Regions from separate parts of the Sus scrofa genome. Here regions 2 and 3 are each linked to region 1. A link is a contact called in public Hi-C data. All regions are on one chromosome and are shown on one strand. The core of a region is the stretch at or near the end of the contact, and the rest is flanking DNA. Distances in the headings are between cores, read along the strand shown.

Region 1 (4,926 bases), core at 1,025-3,524:
CCTGTCTCATTTGGAAACCATAAGTTTTTCAAAGTCTATGAGTCAGTATCTGTCCTACAAAGAAGTTCATTGTGTCCTTTTTTAGATTCCACATGTAAGTGATAGCATATGATGTTAGTGTCTCACTGCCTGACGGACTTCACTTAGCATGATAATTTCTAGGTCCGTACGTGTTGCTGCAAATGCCATTATTTCTTTCCTTTTAATGGCTGAGTAATATTCCATTGTGTATAGGTACCACATCTTCTTTATCCACTCCTCTTTCGATGGACATTTAGGTTGCTTCCATGTCTTGGCTATTGTATATAGTGCTTCAATGAAACTGGAGTACATGTATCTTTTCAAGTCATGGTTTTCTCTGGATAGATGCCCAGGAGTGGGATTGCTGGATCAAATAGTAATTCTATTTTCAGTTTTCTGAGGAATCTCCATTCTGTTTTCCACAGTGATTGCACCAATTCATCAAACTTCTGTAGAGTAACCACAACACCTGGCATATCACCCTGGATTGATGACCAGGAAACTTCTCAATCTGGTGTCAAAATATGTAAAGAACCCAGATTCAGATTCACATAAACAGGTGGATATAAGTAGTAAAAGAATTTTCACTGCTTTGTAAGCTGGGTAATCATCAAGGAGCCATGTCCAGAATGTAGCCCAGGATGTGGTACTGGGCTAAGCTGTCAGACTACTGAACTGTACCTCCGTTATTTTTCCCTGCCCAGCATCACGGCATCACTCTTTCTTCCCCTTCCTCCTTTTCCTCCTCCATTGTATAGTTGTACAGTGATCACAACCCAATTGTGTAGCATTTCCTCTTTCTCATCTTCTTCTTTCCCATCACCCTCTCTCTTTCTCTCTCTCTCCCTCCCTCCCTCTGTTTGTTTGTTTTGTTTTTTGCCTTTTCTAGGGCTGCACCCGTGGCATATGGAGGTTCCCAGGCCAGGGGTCCAATCGGAGCTGTAGCTGCCAAGCCTATGCCAGAGCCACAGCAACATGGCATCCCAGCCGTGTCTGCAACCTACACCACAGCTCACAGCAACACTGGATCCTCAACCCACTGAGCAAGACCAGGGATCAAACCGCAACCTCATGGTTCCTAGTCGAATTCATTAACCACTGAGCCATGACGGGGACTCCTTCCTCCCTCTGTTAATAGCACCTAAATCTTGCTTGGGGAACAACCCCTCCACCACTATCAGTCTATAGGGCTTGAATAAAGCTGATCCACTCCTGGGATTTAGGGTGGATATGTAACATAGGCTTGAGCAGTCAGTGTACTGTATCTCCTTGACCACAGAGATTGTTTCCATGACAGCTACATGACTCTTGTTAAGCCAATGAGTATAATACATGGAATTCTCATTGGAACTGAGAGAGAAATCTTAAGCCTAGATCACATCAACCAAGCTGGACTAGAATTGTTCCTCCTCTCCTGGGAAGGCTTTGTTACCAGCCAATTTTTTTTTCTTTTTAGGGCAGCACCTGTGGCATGTAGAAGTTCCCAGGATAGGGGTCCAATCAGAGCTGAAGTGGCCAGCCTCCACCATAGCCATAGCAACGCAGGATCCAAGCTGCATCTGGGACCTACACCACAGCTCATGGCAGTGTTGGCTCCTTAACCCACTGATCGAAGCCAGGGATCGAACCCACATCCTCATGGATCCTAGTCGGGTTCATTAACCACTGAGCCACGAAGGGAACTCCCTGTTGCCAGCCAATTTATGATCCAAATTACTTCCAGCTGGAGCTACTAATTTGTTGGCCATCTTTGGCTTCCAGTAGCCATCTTTGCCTCCACAATGGGAGAAAGTACAAAAAATGAAGCAATACAACAGAAAGTGAAACTGAGGGAGAAATTACTGACTATAGCAAATCAGCACTCAGACCCAGCTGCTCCTGAAGTTCCACCCCATGACATTTCACATGTGTAAGCCAATAAATCCTAAATTTTTTTTTCTTAAAACAGTTTGATTTGGATTTTGGCCCATTGTTTTTTTTCCAAAAGAATTTTGACTAATACTTGCTAAAATGGAATTATCAATCCCTGGGTCTTCTTGCTGAGAGATCAAATCACTGTTAGGCAAATTGACTTCTTTAAATTGCTGGTGGATAGAGCTTTCGGGTTGTGGCTCAGTGGTAGCCTTGCTGGGGGTTAAGGATCCCGCATTTCGGTGACCTGTGGTGTAGATCGAAGACTCTGCTCACATCTGGCGTTGCTGTGGCTGTAAGTCAGCTGCTACAGCTCAGATTTGACCCCTAACCTGGGAACTTCCATATGCCCCTGGTGTGGGCCTAAATATACCCCCCAAAAAAATTGCTGGTGAGAGAAATCCAACGAATTGGTTTCTGCACATAAGTATATCCCAAAGTTTTCAGATAATTTGCTTGCATGGTATCAGGTTGCCGGTCGTGACTAGAGAATGTTTTTTCTTTTATCTTTTCCTTCTTCCATCTTCTTTCTTCTTTTCTTGTACTTTAAGTGCCTAACTTGGCCGGCAACAAAGCCTCCCCAAAAGGGGAGGAACAATTCTAGTCCAGCTTGGTTGATATGATCCACTTGAGAGTCACCTCTGGCATGCATTTTGGAAGTCATCTAACCAGGGGTCGGGTGTGATCAGACAGTGAGGTCTGATCTGACAACCCGTTTTTTATTGAGTCTCAGGGCCTCTTCGCGTGATCTATCCCCAAGAGTTAGTTTGGGCTTCCTTGCAGCATGGTGGCCTCAAAGCAACTGCACGGCTTTCCATCCCTGAAGCTTCGGAGGAGATATTTCAAGAGAACAAAGTGGAAGCTCAGGCTCCCACTGCAGCATACTCAGCGCCGAGCTCCCGGCCGCCGCCAGAGGGCGCGCTCCTGCCTCCGGCACCGGCCAACCCCGCGGCAGGGTTCCGGCGCTCCGAACGCCGACGTGCGGCTGCGCCGCAGGGAGGCAGCCGGGCCGGAGGCGAGGGGCGGGAGGCCTCGGCGGGGACACCCGGCCGTGCCTGGCGGGCCGCGGAGCCGCGGCGGGAGGGGGCGCTGCGGCGCCAGGCGCGCGAGGGGCGGAGGAAGTGCCGTCTTCGCTGACCAGCGCGGGGCCGCCTCCGCCTCTGCGCCGCGCGGGGCCGCGATGTCGTCCCGGCCCGGGCGCGACGACGCCGGGAACAGGGGCGCGCGGCGGCCGCGGGAGCCCCAGGAGCAGGAGCTGCAGCGGCGCCGAGAGCAGAAGCGGCGGCGGCAGGACGCGCAGCAGCTGCAGCAGCTCAAGCACCTGGAGTCCTTGTGAGTCCCCGTTCGTCACGCCCGCGCCCGACTTCTGCGAGGAAAGGGGTTGGGGCCTGAGGGTCGCGAGGCGCTCGGAGACCCAGGAGTGGGCATATGGGCCCGTCGGACCCCAGCGAGCCGGATGCTGGTTAAGGCCCGGGCGGCGGGACCCTCGACGTCCAGCGGCCCCTCCACGGGGGAAGGAGGAGGAGACTCCACCCCGAGGCCGGCCCCTGGCTCGCGGCGGCGGCGGCAGGCGGGCGTTTCCCCGGCAGGAGGCGACGGTTTTATTCCTGGTGCGGCGAGGTCGGTGTGGTCGGGAGCGCTGGTAGGCGCTGGGGCCGGATTGGGGACGGACCGCCGAGAAGTGGGGCTGAGCGCTTTGCTGCTCCCCTGTTTCTCAGTTCCAGGGGCTCGCAGTGAATTGGAGAAAATCCTCGTTCTTTTCATCTTTTGCTGTACGTAAGGGAGGAGAGGAGTTCCTGCTGTGGCGCAGCGGGTTAACGACCAGCCTTCCCTCGGTGGAGGCGCGGGCTGGATCCCTGGCCTGGCGCAGTGGGTTACGGATCTGGCCTGGCTGCAGCTGCGGCGTAAGGCGCAGCTCCGGCTCAAGATTTGATCCCTGGCCTGGGAACGTCCCTGTGCTCCCGGGGTGCGGCTGAGAAACAAAAAAAATCAATAGTAATACAGAAGAGAGCCCGATCCCATAACATTAGTGAAGTGAGGAGGAAGAATAAGCAGTGGGTGAGGGCTTGGTCCCTAAATATTCTGGAGGAGCTGTCAGGTGGAAGAGCACGGATAGGTTCTCTCAGGTCTTCAGGATTTTTTGTTGTTGTTGTTGTTACAGGAATTGAGGGTGGGAGCTACAGAGAGGCCAGTTCTGGCTCAAGAAGAAGAATTAGGACCAGGTCATGTATTCTTGCTGGTCAGCGTGGCCTGACTTAGGAGGCTGATCATATATTCTTGCTGGTTAGCGTGGCTGCTTGGGCTGGAGGAGAATCCAGATAATCACTGAGAGGAGGGTGGCTTGTAAAGGAGATTTAACATCAGCTGGAAGCTTGGATTAATGGACCCTTTCACTCTCCTGTGATTCTGTCATTCCATAATTAGCTTTAGAGGAGTTCCCATCGTGGCTCAGTGGTTAACGAATCCGGCTAGGAACCATGAGGTTGTGGGTTTGATCCCAGGCCTCGATCAGCGGGTTAAGGATCCGTAGTTGCCATGAGCAGTGGTGTAGGTCCCAGACGCGGCTGGGATCTGGCGTTGCTGTGGCTCTGGCAAAGGCTGGCAGCTGCAGCTCCAATTAGACCCCTAGCCTGGGAACCTCCATATGTCGTGGGTGCGGCCCTATAAAATACAAAAAGATTAAAAAAAAAAAAAACCAAACATAATTAGCTTTAGAAATCTAAGTTTGGTGTACACTAAGTATTTGATTTATTTCTGTTGCAGGCACATCTCCTACCTTCTCTTGGTTGCTGAGACAATCATGTAAGAAAAGGTTCTCAAAGGGTTAATCTGTCTCATTAACCTCTTGTGAGTTTGACAAAGAGCATTGATTCCTTGGAGCCTGGCCTGCTTCTTTCCTTGTGGCTCTTGAGCTGAATTTCACCTCCTAGGTAGTGGTTGTGGATACAGGTGCTGCATTGCTGGCTTCCACAGTCCCTTCAAGGCATCCTGGGC
Region 2 (4,926 bases), core at 1,290-3,789, 210 kb after region 1:
CAGTGGCTACAGCTCCGATTCGACCCCTAGCCTGGGAACCTCCATATGCTGTGAGAGCATCCCAAGAAATGGCAAAAAGACAAAAAGACAAAAAGACAAAAAAAAAAAAAAAAAAAAAGATTGGAAATAAGTTTATTTGGTTTTTTTTCCTAGTACATTGTAGGTATTCAATATTTATGGAATGAAAAAAAAAAAAAAAGCCAGAATTGGCTTAGTATTTATTTAGAAGGAGGCAGAACCCTAGGGGGCCTCGAACCCCTAGGGGGCCTCAATCTAAAGGGCCCACTTATATTGGATTCTGAACCCTCTCATTGGTATTTGCCTTAAATCATACCCACTTCTCTAGGATCCCTAAAACTAAAAGAGGTCTTTTTGCTTTACACATTAAATTCCATGTACCTTGTATTTCTTTGGGGGGGCCACACCCTCGGACTATGGAGGTTCCCAGGCTAGGGGTCCAATCAAAGCTGTAGCCTCTGGCCTACACCACAGCTCACAGCAACTTGGGATCCTTAACCCACTGGGCAAGGCTAGGGACAAAACTTACATCCTCGTAGATACTGGTCAGATTTGTTTCCGCTGAGCCACAATGGGAACTCCTGTCTTGTATTGTTTGAAAGTTGTCCATTTATCCTTTAGCTCCTGTAAGGGCAGAAAATTTCATGGTTCTGTTCTTTATATTGTTTTATATTCAGCAAAATGCCAGAGACTGTACAACTAAAAGTATTCAATGAATGAATGATGGGAGCTTTACAACCATTTGTTGTATGAATGAATGTTTTTCCTGGTTTCTCCTGCTTAGAGTCTTTAGCTTTAAGTTCCTCTGTTACAAACATAAAATAGACTAAGGCAGAGAATTTGTTTGCTTTCTCTTTTCAAAATAGAAGTGTAAAAAGTTCTTCCAGTGATATCATTGACATAGAGTGACATCTGGTGGTTGTCTCTCAATGTGTTTGTGGAAGAAAGTGAATACAAAAAGTCTGAAAGACACCTAAATACAAGATTAAGAGCAATGCATTTTAAAAAGTAGTAGAAAATAAAACATATTTTAAATCCCTCCTATCACAGAAAAGTTCTTTCTTTTTTCTTTTTTTTTTTTTAAGGGCCGAACCCACGCATATAGAAGTTCCCAGGCTAGGGGTTGAATTGGAGCTGTAGCTGTGGCCTACCTACAGCCACAGCCGCACTGTATCAGAGCCACCTGTGCGACCCACACCAGCGCTCAGAGCAAGGCCAGGTCCTTAATCCACTTATCAAGGCCAGGGATTGAACCCTTGTCCTCAAGGATACTAATCCAGTTCCTTACCTTTGAGCCACGAGGGGAACCCCCAGAAAAGTATTTCTTTAAAGCTAGCTATGGGTTTGCAAACTTTTTTTCCTTTGGTCTTTTTAGGGCCGCACTCTGCAGTCTATGGAGGTTCCCAGGCTAGGGGATCAAATCGTAGCTGTAGCTTCTGGCCTAGGCCACAGCAAAGCAGATCCCAGCCACGTCTGAGACCTACAATTGCAGTTCATGACAACCCCGGATCCTTAGCCCATTGTGTGGGGCCAGGGATCCAATCCCCTGTCCCCAGGTACTGGTTGGGTTCCTTACCACTGAGCCACAATGGAAACTCCTACACTGAACCTTTAAAAGAAGGTAGGGGAGTTCCTGTGGTGGCTCAGTGGTTAAGGAATCCGACTAGGAACCATGAGGTTGCCTGTTCGATCCCTGGCCTCGCTCAGTAGGTTAAGGATCCGGCGTTGTGCCTGAGTTGTGGTGTAGGTCGCAAACGTGGCTTGGATCTGGCAGTTGCTGTGGTTCTGGCGTAGTCTGACAGCAACAGCTCCGATTAGACCCCTAGCCTGGGAACCTCCATATGCTGCAGGTGCAGCCCTAGAAAAGAAAAGAAAAGAAAAAAAAAAAAAAAAAAAAGGTAGGGAGTTCTCCTTTGTGGCTTAGAGGATTAAGAATCCAACTAGTATACCTGAGCGTGTGTTGGATTCCTGGGGTCGTTCAGTGGATTAAGGATCCCCTTGTTGCTGCGAGCTGCGGCTCAAACCCACATTGCTGTGGCTGTGGCTAGGCCGGCAGCTGCAGCTCGATTTGACTCCTAGCTTGGGAACTTCCATGTATCTGCTCTGTGGCCTTAAAAAGAAAAAAAAAAAAAAAAAAAAAAAAAAAAGCGGTAGATTCCTGTAAAAAAAAAAAGTTTTTGCTTTTGTTTTTTAACAAAAATTGCAACACAATAAAATCAGTGGCGGAAAAAATATTTATGTTGGTCTTCAGAAGATCCTTGGTTGAAATGAAATATAACCCAGGGAAAATCAAACGACTCAAACGTTTCTATTTTGCAGTCTTCCAGGTTGAGGAATATTTTATTTATAAGGCAAGATATCTTTAATTTGTCTTGGAAACTTGGAGGGCAAAGTATCTGCTGAGGCCGCAGAATGTTCAACGCACTGATGTATTCCCCCGGATCTCGTTGCGGAGGAAAGAAGTGACTCCGAGCGATTCACGTAGGACTGGCCCGATCGCACGCTCGGCCTCAGATTGGTCGAGCCTGGCCGGGCTAGGGGAAAAAAGCGGAAGCGCGCTCTTTCAAACTCGCCTTCCCAACGTCGGTAGAGGCTGGCCACTTCCGGCGTAGCCATGGCGGCTAACGCTACGACTAACCCGTCGCAGCTGCTACCTCTAGGTAATCGTTGTCCTGTGGGGAGCTGGGGAGGGGAGCTGAAGGGTTGCGGGCCGAGGGCCAGCGCAGTCCTTGACTGAGTGTTAGAGAAATGTATCTGACCAATTGTTTTCTTTATCCGCGGCTCTTTGGGCTCTAAGGCTCTGAGGCCTCAGGCCGCCCGCGTCTTTTCGGCGTGGAAGGGTTTTCTTGAGCCAGGACTTTCTGAGTTCTCACACCAAACCGTCACTGGAAAAGGTTCACACTTAGTGAATGCGTCGTCGGCCTTTTTTGTTGTGAGTTCGCCTTTACAGTAGTGGATAGCAGTCCCATTCTTCTACCTGGCATTTAAAATCCCTAGGTTAGACCCTGTTGTCTGTCTGGCCCGTTATTGAGAGAGGTAGCGGGGTCTGCAATGAGCTTTAAAAGGGGACACTGGAAATTAGCTCTGATTGTCATTCATTTATTCCACAAACAGTTTTTGCGCATCTGTAGACTAGACATCGTAACTTAGCTTCAGGTAGCATTCATGCCAGCGCAGGAGACAGGATGCCAGACAATTAAACATCATACCAAGTAACAGTAATTCTGCTGAAGAGATATTCAAGCTGCTCTCAGAGAACAGAGGATAGCCGTCTTGGGGCTGGGGAAGACAGTTATGTCTTTTTCTAATATTTTGTATCTGAAGGGTAATTAAGTTAGTGGACGTGGCGGTAATTGGAAAGTTTTTTCCTTCATTGAACAAAAAAAAGTTTCTTTTTAGGCCCGCACCCGAGGCACATGGAGGTTCCCAGGCTAGGGGTCCCATTGGAACTGTAGCTGCTGGCCTTCGTTTCTGCTGCGCCACAACGGGAACTCCCGAGACCTGAAGTTTTTGAGTGAATCCTTTTCTTGGTTTATCTTTCACCATATGTAAGTAATAAGTGCCAGTAAGTACTCACATATTTCTTGAAGTAATGAATGTGCAAAATAATTTTTTTCACCCCTCCCCCCACTTATTTTTCTTTTAAAAAACCTGTATCTATAGAGCTTGTAGACAAGTGTATAGGATCAAGAATTCACATTGTGATGAAGAGTGATAAAGAGATTGTTGGCACGCTTCTCGGATTTGATGACTTTGTCAGTATCCTTTTAAAAAGTGGGGGTATGGGTTTTTCTTTGTTTTTTAATTAAAAAAATTTTTTTTTGTTATTATTTTTTATGTCTTTTCTAGGGCTGCTCCCATGGCATATGGAGGTTCCCAGGCTAGGGGTCGAATCGGAGCTGTAGCCACCGGCCTACACCAGAGTCACAGCAAAGCGGGATCCGAGCTGCATCTGAAACCTACACCACAGCTCACGGCAACGCCGGATCCTTAACCCACTGAGCAAGGCCAGGGACGGAACCCGCGACCTCATGGTTCCTAGTCGGATTTGTTAACCACTGCGCCACGACGGGAACTCCATCTTCAGTTTTTTTTAAAAAAGTAAGAACTATAGTCAGTGCTTACTGATTATTATAATAAAAATTAATTTATTCTCATGGAATTCGTGGTAGTGTTTTAAGGGGTGTGTGTACCCCTACCAATCGCAAGCAATTTGAATTTGAGTCATTATGTTAAATGTTATTTTTTTATTTTTATTTTTTGTCTTTTTGCCTTTTCTAGGGCCGCTCCCTCGGCATAGGGAGGTACTCAGACTAGGGGTCTGATCGGAGCTGTAAGCTGCTGGCCTACGCCAGAGCCACAGCAATGATGTATCCAAGCCACATCTTCGACCTACACCACAGCTCATGGCAACGCCAGATCCTTAACCCACTGAGCAAGGCCAGGGATTGAACCCGCAACCTCATGGTTCCTAGTTGGATTTGTTAACCACTGAGCCATGATGGGAACTCCCAATGTTATAATTAAAACTGAACAAAGACAGAAGCCAGAGTAAATTTAACATGGTATATATTTTCTTAACACCAAATTTCAGATATGGTACTGGAAGATGTCACTGAATTGTGAGTAGTGTTAAAAATTAAAGAATTGGGCAGGGGGAATCTCTCTTTAAGGCAGTTGTAGCACTGTTGAGTCAGTAAAATGATGTATGAGAAAACACTGCCTGTTTGAATCACTAACATAGAAATTTTATGACTGAGGTTAGTAAAATTGGATTGTAGGATTATTACCTTAATTGTTAGGAAATTAGTGGAAACAAAGCTTTAAGGTAAAAGACACTAAAAGCAGTGAGGGATCTTAGGGCTCAGATCAAAAGTATTTAATACTTTGAATTGAATATAGAAAATG
Region 3 (4,926 bases), core at 1,332-3,831, 140 kb before region 1:
GGCACAGGTTCAGTCCCTGGCCGGGAAACCTCCACATATTGCAGGCTTGCCAAAAAAAAAAAAGAAAGAAAGAAAATGTAACTCTAGATAATTACACTTCCTGAAAACAGAACAATTTCATGAAAATCCTCAACATTGTTAATTTTGATTACATTAGGCCTCCACAACGTTGGTTATAAAAATTGGAAATTACTTGGGTTGCCAATAATAAAACTTAGGCAAATTATGACAAAATACTATTCCACTATTAAAATTCAAATTATTGAAACATTTTGACTTGAAAAAATTGTTCATAATATAGCTGAGGAAAAGTCTTCTAAAACTATCATTTGATACATTTTTATAAATAAAAATATGGAAAAATATTTGAAGGACTTTTCATAAAAATATTAACAATGGCTATTAAATGGACTTACTTGTCATTTAATTTTTCCTTTGCATTTTCAATGTCCTCAGTATTTTTTCAATGGCTGTGTATTACCCTTGTAATTAGAATTAAAGTTTTTAAAATAATAGAATAATAGAATAAAATATTGTCTGAAAATAAATGAAAAATTACCTTGAATTATTAATTTATATTTCAACCTAAGAAATGTAATTCTTAATTATAAAACCCTCCCTGTGAAAAGAGAAGCTTCCGAAAGCTTATAATCATTTGGTAGGTCATCTCCTCTGCCCCACCAGGCACATGACTGAGGCCATCCTCTCCCAACCCCAGCAGAGCCACCCTAGAGCAGAGCTTCCCCTAATCCAGGTGTTTTTTTGTTGGGTTTTTTTTTGGGGGGGATCGGTTTAGGGCCCTCACACTTGGCATATGGAGGTTCCCAGGCTAGGTATCAAATCAGAGCTGTCCTGCTACAGCCATAGCAATTCCAGATCCTTCCCCACAGCTTGCGTCAGCTCGAGATACTTTAACCCACTGAGAGAGGGCCGGAATGGAACCCAAATCCTCATGGATACTAGCCGGGTTCTTAACCCAATGAGTCACAACCAGAACTCCCCATTTTATTTTCTTAAACTCATATTAGGATTTCCCATTGGGCACAGTGGGTAATGATCCAGCTTGTCTCTGTGGAGACACCAGTTGGATGCCCACCCAGTGCAGTGAGTTAAGGATCTGGCATTGTTGCAGCTGTGGCATAGGTCACAGCTCCGGTTTGGATTAGTTCCTTGACCCCAGAAACTTCCATATGCCACATGGGTGGCAGAAAAAGAAATCAGTACATATTAGATACATAAAGGACTATACCCGTCAAAAAGGTCATTGATTTATTGATCCAATCACTCAAGAGCTATAATATGTGCCAGGCACTATGTTAAGCATGTTAGACTGTTTAATAATTAAAATACAGATCTCAATCTTTTCCTTTTTTTTCCGCCTTAACCATGGAACAAAATAAGTTTGGAAAGGATATCTTAATGTATGTATGTGTAGTGCACTTTGATATTTCTACTTTCTATTCTTTTCTGTTTCATTTCATTGTTTAAAATATTGGCGTTCCCATCATGGCGCATCAGAAATGAATCTGTCTAGGAACCATGAGGTTGCGGTTCGATTCCTGGCCTCGCTCAGTGGGTTAAGGATCTAGCGTTGCCATGAGCTATGGTGTAGGTCGCAGATGAGGCTTGGATCTGGCTTTGCTGTGGCTGTAGCATAGGCCGGCAGCTACAGCTCCAATTAGACCCCTAGCCTGGGAACCTCCACGTGCCTCGCGTGCAGCCCAAAAAAAACAAACAAACAAACAAAAAAAAATTGCTGGCAATTCCCTAAGTGGATTTCACAATTCTCTAATGACTCTTGACTCACAGTTTGAAAAACATGAACACAGCACTTCTCAGTCCAAATAAATATTTGTGGAACGAACAATGTCAGTCATATAGAAAGATTTGGCACATCAACAGGTGTAGAACATGCGTGGCATCACATAGTGTAGTGCCATGTAGCATGGAGAGAAGTCTGTTTAAAACTCAAATCTGATAGTAAATTTCACCTGTATCTTCTTCATTACCTTCCTACCACACTTAGCATTGGGATCCAGGTCCTTCACAGGGTTTGATAACCTCATCTGGTTTGCCTCTCCAGCTTCATCTCAAGGCTCTGCTCCTTGCTTTCCAGGTTCCAGCTCCACATTGGCCTTCTCTCTCTCTCCTGTACATAAAGTACTCTTCCATGGGTTGCCCTTCCTCCTGGAATACTTTCCTTTCTTCTTTGCTCCACCAGCTCCTAGTCACCCTTTAAGCCTCTCCTGAAATGCCCCTTCCCCTGTGAAGACTTCCTGGCCAACCACTGGAACAGGTAACCCTGGATGTCTTCATAGAAGTGAGCATAATTGAAATGTTTTTAAAGCATTAACATACAAAAATATTTGAGTATTTGCTTTTTTATTCTTTTTTATTTTTTTAATTTTTATACAGCTTAAAAGGTTACGCTACATTTAGTTATTACAAAATATTGGCTACATTCCCTGTATTGTACAATATGAAATTCTAATATGTGAGTAATTATTGGTTCAACATTTTTCTTTCTTAAGCTTCCTGCCACAGCGTCTTCAGCGCCGAGGCTCTCAGCCGCCGCCAGGAGGCGCGCTCGGACGCCCGCACCCGGGGACCTGACGCCAGCGCCTGGCACTTAGAGCAGACATGCTACTGCGCGGGCCTGTCGGGTGGCGGGGTGCAGGCAGCCTCCGAAGGGACACCTGGCCGCCTGGCCAACAGCGGAGTGGCGGCAAGAGGGGGCGCTGCGGATCCAGGCGTGCACGACGCGGAGGAAGTGCTGGCTTCGCCGCGCGGGGCCGCCTCGGCGACGATGTCGTCCGGGCCGGGGAGCGACAACCCCAGGTCCGGGGGCGCGCGGCGACCGCGGGAGCCCCAGGAGCAGGAGCTGCAGCGACGCCGGGAGCAGAAACGGCGGCGGCACGACGCGCAGCAGCTGCAGCAACTCAAGCACCTGGAGTCCTTGTGAGTCCCTGGGGTCGCGCGGCGCGGAGTTGGCGCTGTAGGCGGGGCGCTCGGAGACCCGGGAATGGGCTCGTTGGGCCCGTCGGCCCCCAGAGAGCCGGGCGCCGGTTGAGACCCCGGGCGGCGTGACCCTCGACTTCCAGCCGACCCTCCACGGGGGAGGGTCTACCCCGAGGCCGGCCTCCGGCGCGCGGGGGCGGAGGTCGCGCCCTTCCCCAACGAGGCGATGGCTTTATTCCTGGAGAGGCGACGTCGATGTGCTCAGAGGCGCTGTTATGCCCTCGGGCGGGACTGGGGACGGGCCGCAGGCAAGTGCGGCTGAGCGCCTTGCTCCTTTCCTGTTTCTCAGTTCCAGGGGCTCTCTATGATCTGGATTAAATCCTCTTTCTTTTCGTCTTCTGCTGTTAGTAAGGGGGAAGAAAGCCCGATCCTGGAACGTTAGTGAAGTGAGGAATAAGCAGTGGGTGAGGGCTTGGTCCCTAAATATTCGGGAGGAGCTGTCAGGTGGAAGAGCATGGATAGGTTCTCTCAGGTCTTAAGGATTTTCGTTGTTGTTGTTGTTGCCGGGATTAAAGGTGGGAGCTACGGAGAGGCCAGTTATGGCTCAACAACAAGAATTAGGACCAGGTCATATATTCTTGATGGTCAGCGTGGCCTGACTTAGGAGGCACGGGCTCCCCCAGCTGCTTGGGCTGGAGGAGAATCCAGATAATCACTGAGAGGAGGGTGGCTTGTAAAGGAGATTTAACATCAGCTGGAAGCTTGGATTAATGACGCTTTCAGTTTCCTGTGATTCTGTCATTCTGTAATTAGCTTTAGAAGTTTTTTTCTAAGTTTGGTGTACACGGAGTTATTTGAACTATTTCTGTTTCAGGCATATCTCATACCTTGGAGACAATCATGTAAGGAAAGGTCCTTAAAGGGCTGCCCTTCTCATTAACCTTTTGGGAGCTTTGACACAAAATGCATTGCTCAGAGCCTGGCCTGCTCCTTTCCTTGTGGCTCTTGAGCTGAATTTCACCTCAATAGGTAGTGGTTGTGGATACAGGCGCTTCATTGCTGGCTTCCACAGTCTTGGCCCCTCCCTTCGAGAGATGCTGGGATCCTCTTTGCTGCCTGTGTAATGCCAGTGTTCAAAAATCTTTCCCTGGGTTAAGATCAGGTCAGTGCTTGGCCCCACCCAGCCCTCAATATCCTTAACTATAGGATGCCTGATGGTAGTTAATACTCTACATTTATTGTGGTCCACAGAGCACTTACAGATATCAGAGAGATTATAACCTCCTTTTGCACATGAAGAAATGCAGGTTCAGTACTTAAGTAATGGAATCAAGGCTGACCTGTAAACTAGCAAAACTAAAGAGAAACTGTGGCGTCTGATACTCAGACCAGTGGGATTTTTCAGAGGTTTTTAAAGTTCTGGGCTGTTGTCATATTTAGTTTGGCTAGTTCAAAGTCTTATTTTCTTTGAAATGAAAATTTATATTTCCAGAACCATATTTTCAGGAAGTTTAAACATCAAATAGTATGAAAAGTCTAATTTCAAAAAACAGTTGTTCCCATCTGTCCTCTTCAGTCACCCCACACACTCCCCACACCTTTCCCTCCCACCAGGGCCTCAATGGGGAAACTTCATTTTTCTCCTGGGATTTAACTCTTTCTAAATTACATGCTAATACTGCTCTTTTTCTGTTGAATAATAGACATTACCCATTAACTTCATGCTCTAGTAGGCAAGGGTTTAGTTCTCTTTCCTTTCCCTGCTTGTCTCCATCTTTGTATCTCCTCTCAGGACTTCTCTGTGGCTTCTAACTTTTTTTCTTTTACTGTCACTCAAAGAGTGTCTGGGAAAGGGAGACAGACATGTTAAATGGGAAGCCCTGTAGTGATTTTTTTTGCAAATTGAATTCAGATCCTTTTGCCACCTGGTCTGTATGCCCTCTTTAGTTCCCCTCCCATTCCTCAGGT

Evidence for each region. Hi-C and Micro-C count contacts between places; a contact is called where the count stands out from the background.
Region 2: a Hi-C map of liver shows a contact between it and region 1, with 4 times the contacts expected there. The contact joins the promoter of LSM5 here to the promoter of LOC100739098 in region 1. A contact is called at or near these places in 3 of 5 promoter capture datasets (fetal liver, liver and skeletal muscle), 33 of 47 Hi-C or Micro-C datasets (adipocytes, adipose tissue, alveolar macrophages and 16 more) and 2 of 2 datasets of contacts at active chromatin or transcription factors (alveolar macrophages and skeletal muscle).
Region 3: a Hi-C map of subcutaneous adipose tissue shows a contact between it and region 1, with 10 times the contacts expected there. The contact joins the promoter of LOC100738822 here to the promoter of LOC100739098 in region 1. A contact is called at or near these places in 1 of 5 promoter capture datasets (fetal liver), 22 of 47 Hi-C or Micro-C datasets (alveolar macrophages, blood, differentiating spermatogonia and 13 more) and 2 of 2 datasets of contacts at active chromatin or transcription factors (alveolar macrophages and skeletal muscle).

The regions. Positions count from the first base shown.
Region 1 is chr18:40,535,949-40,540,874 of Sscrofa11.1, forward strand. LOC100739098 reads left to right here and starts at 2,275. Exons shown (of 6, transcript XM_021078694.1): 1 at 2,275-3,264; 2 at 4,696-4,734. The coding sequence starts at 2,717.
Region 2 is chr18:40,749,851-40,754,776 of Sscrofa11.1, forward strand. It overlaps LSM5 (U6 snRNA-associated Sm-like protein LSm5), which reads left to right and starts at 2,540. Exons shown (of 4, transcript XM_005673273.3): 1 at 2,540-2,678; 2 at 3,682-3,777; 3 at 4,613-4,640. The coding sequence starts at 2,633.
Region 3 is chr18:40,394,970-40,399,895 of Sscrofa11.1, forward strand. It overlaps LOC100738822 (retinitis pigmentosa 9 protein), which reads left to right and starts at 2,582. Exons shown (of 7, transcript XM_003484045.4): 1 at 2,582-2,958. The coding sequence starts at 2,807.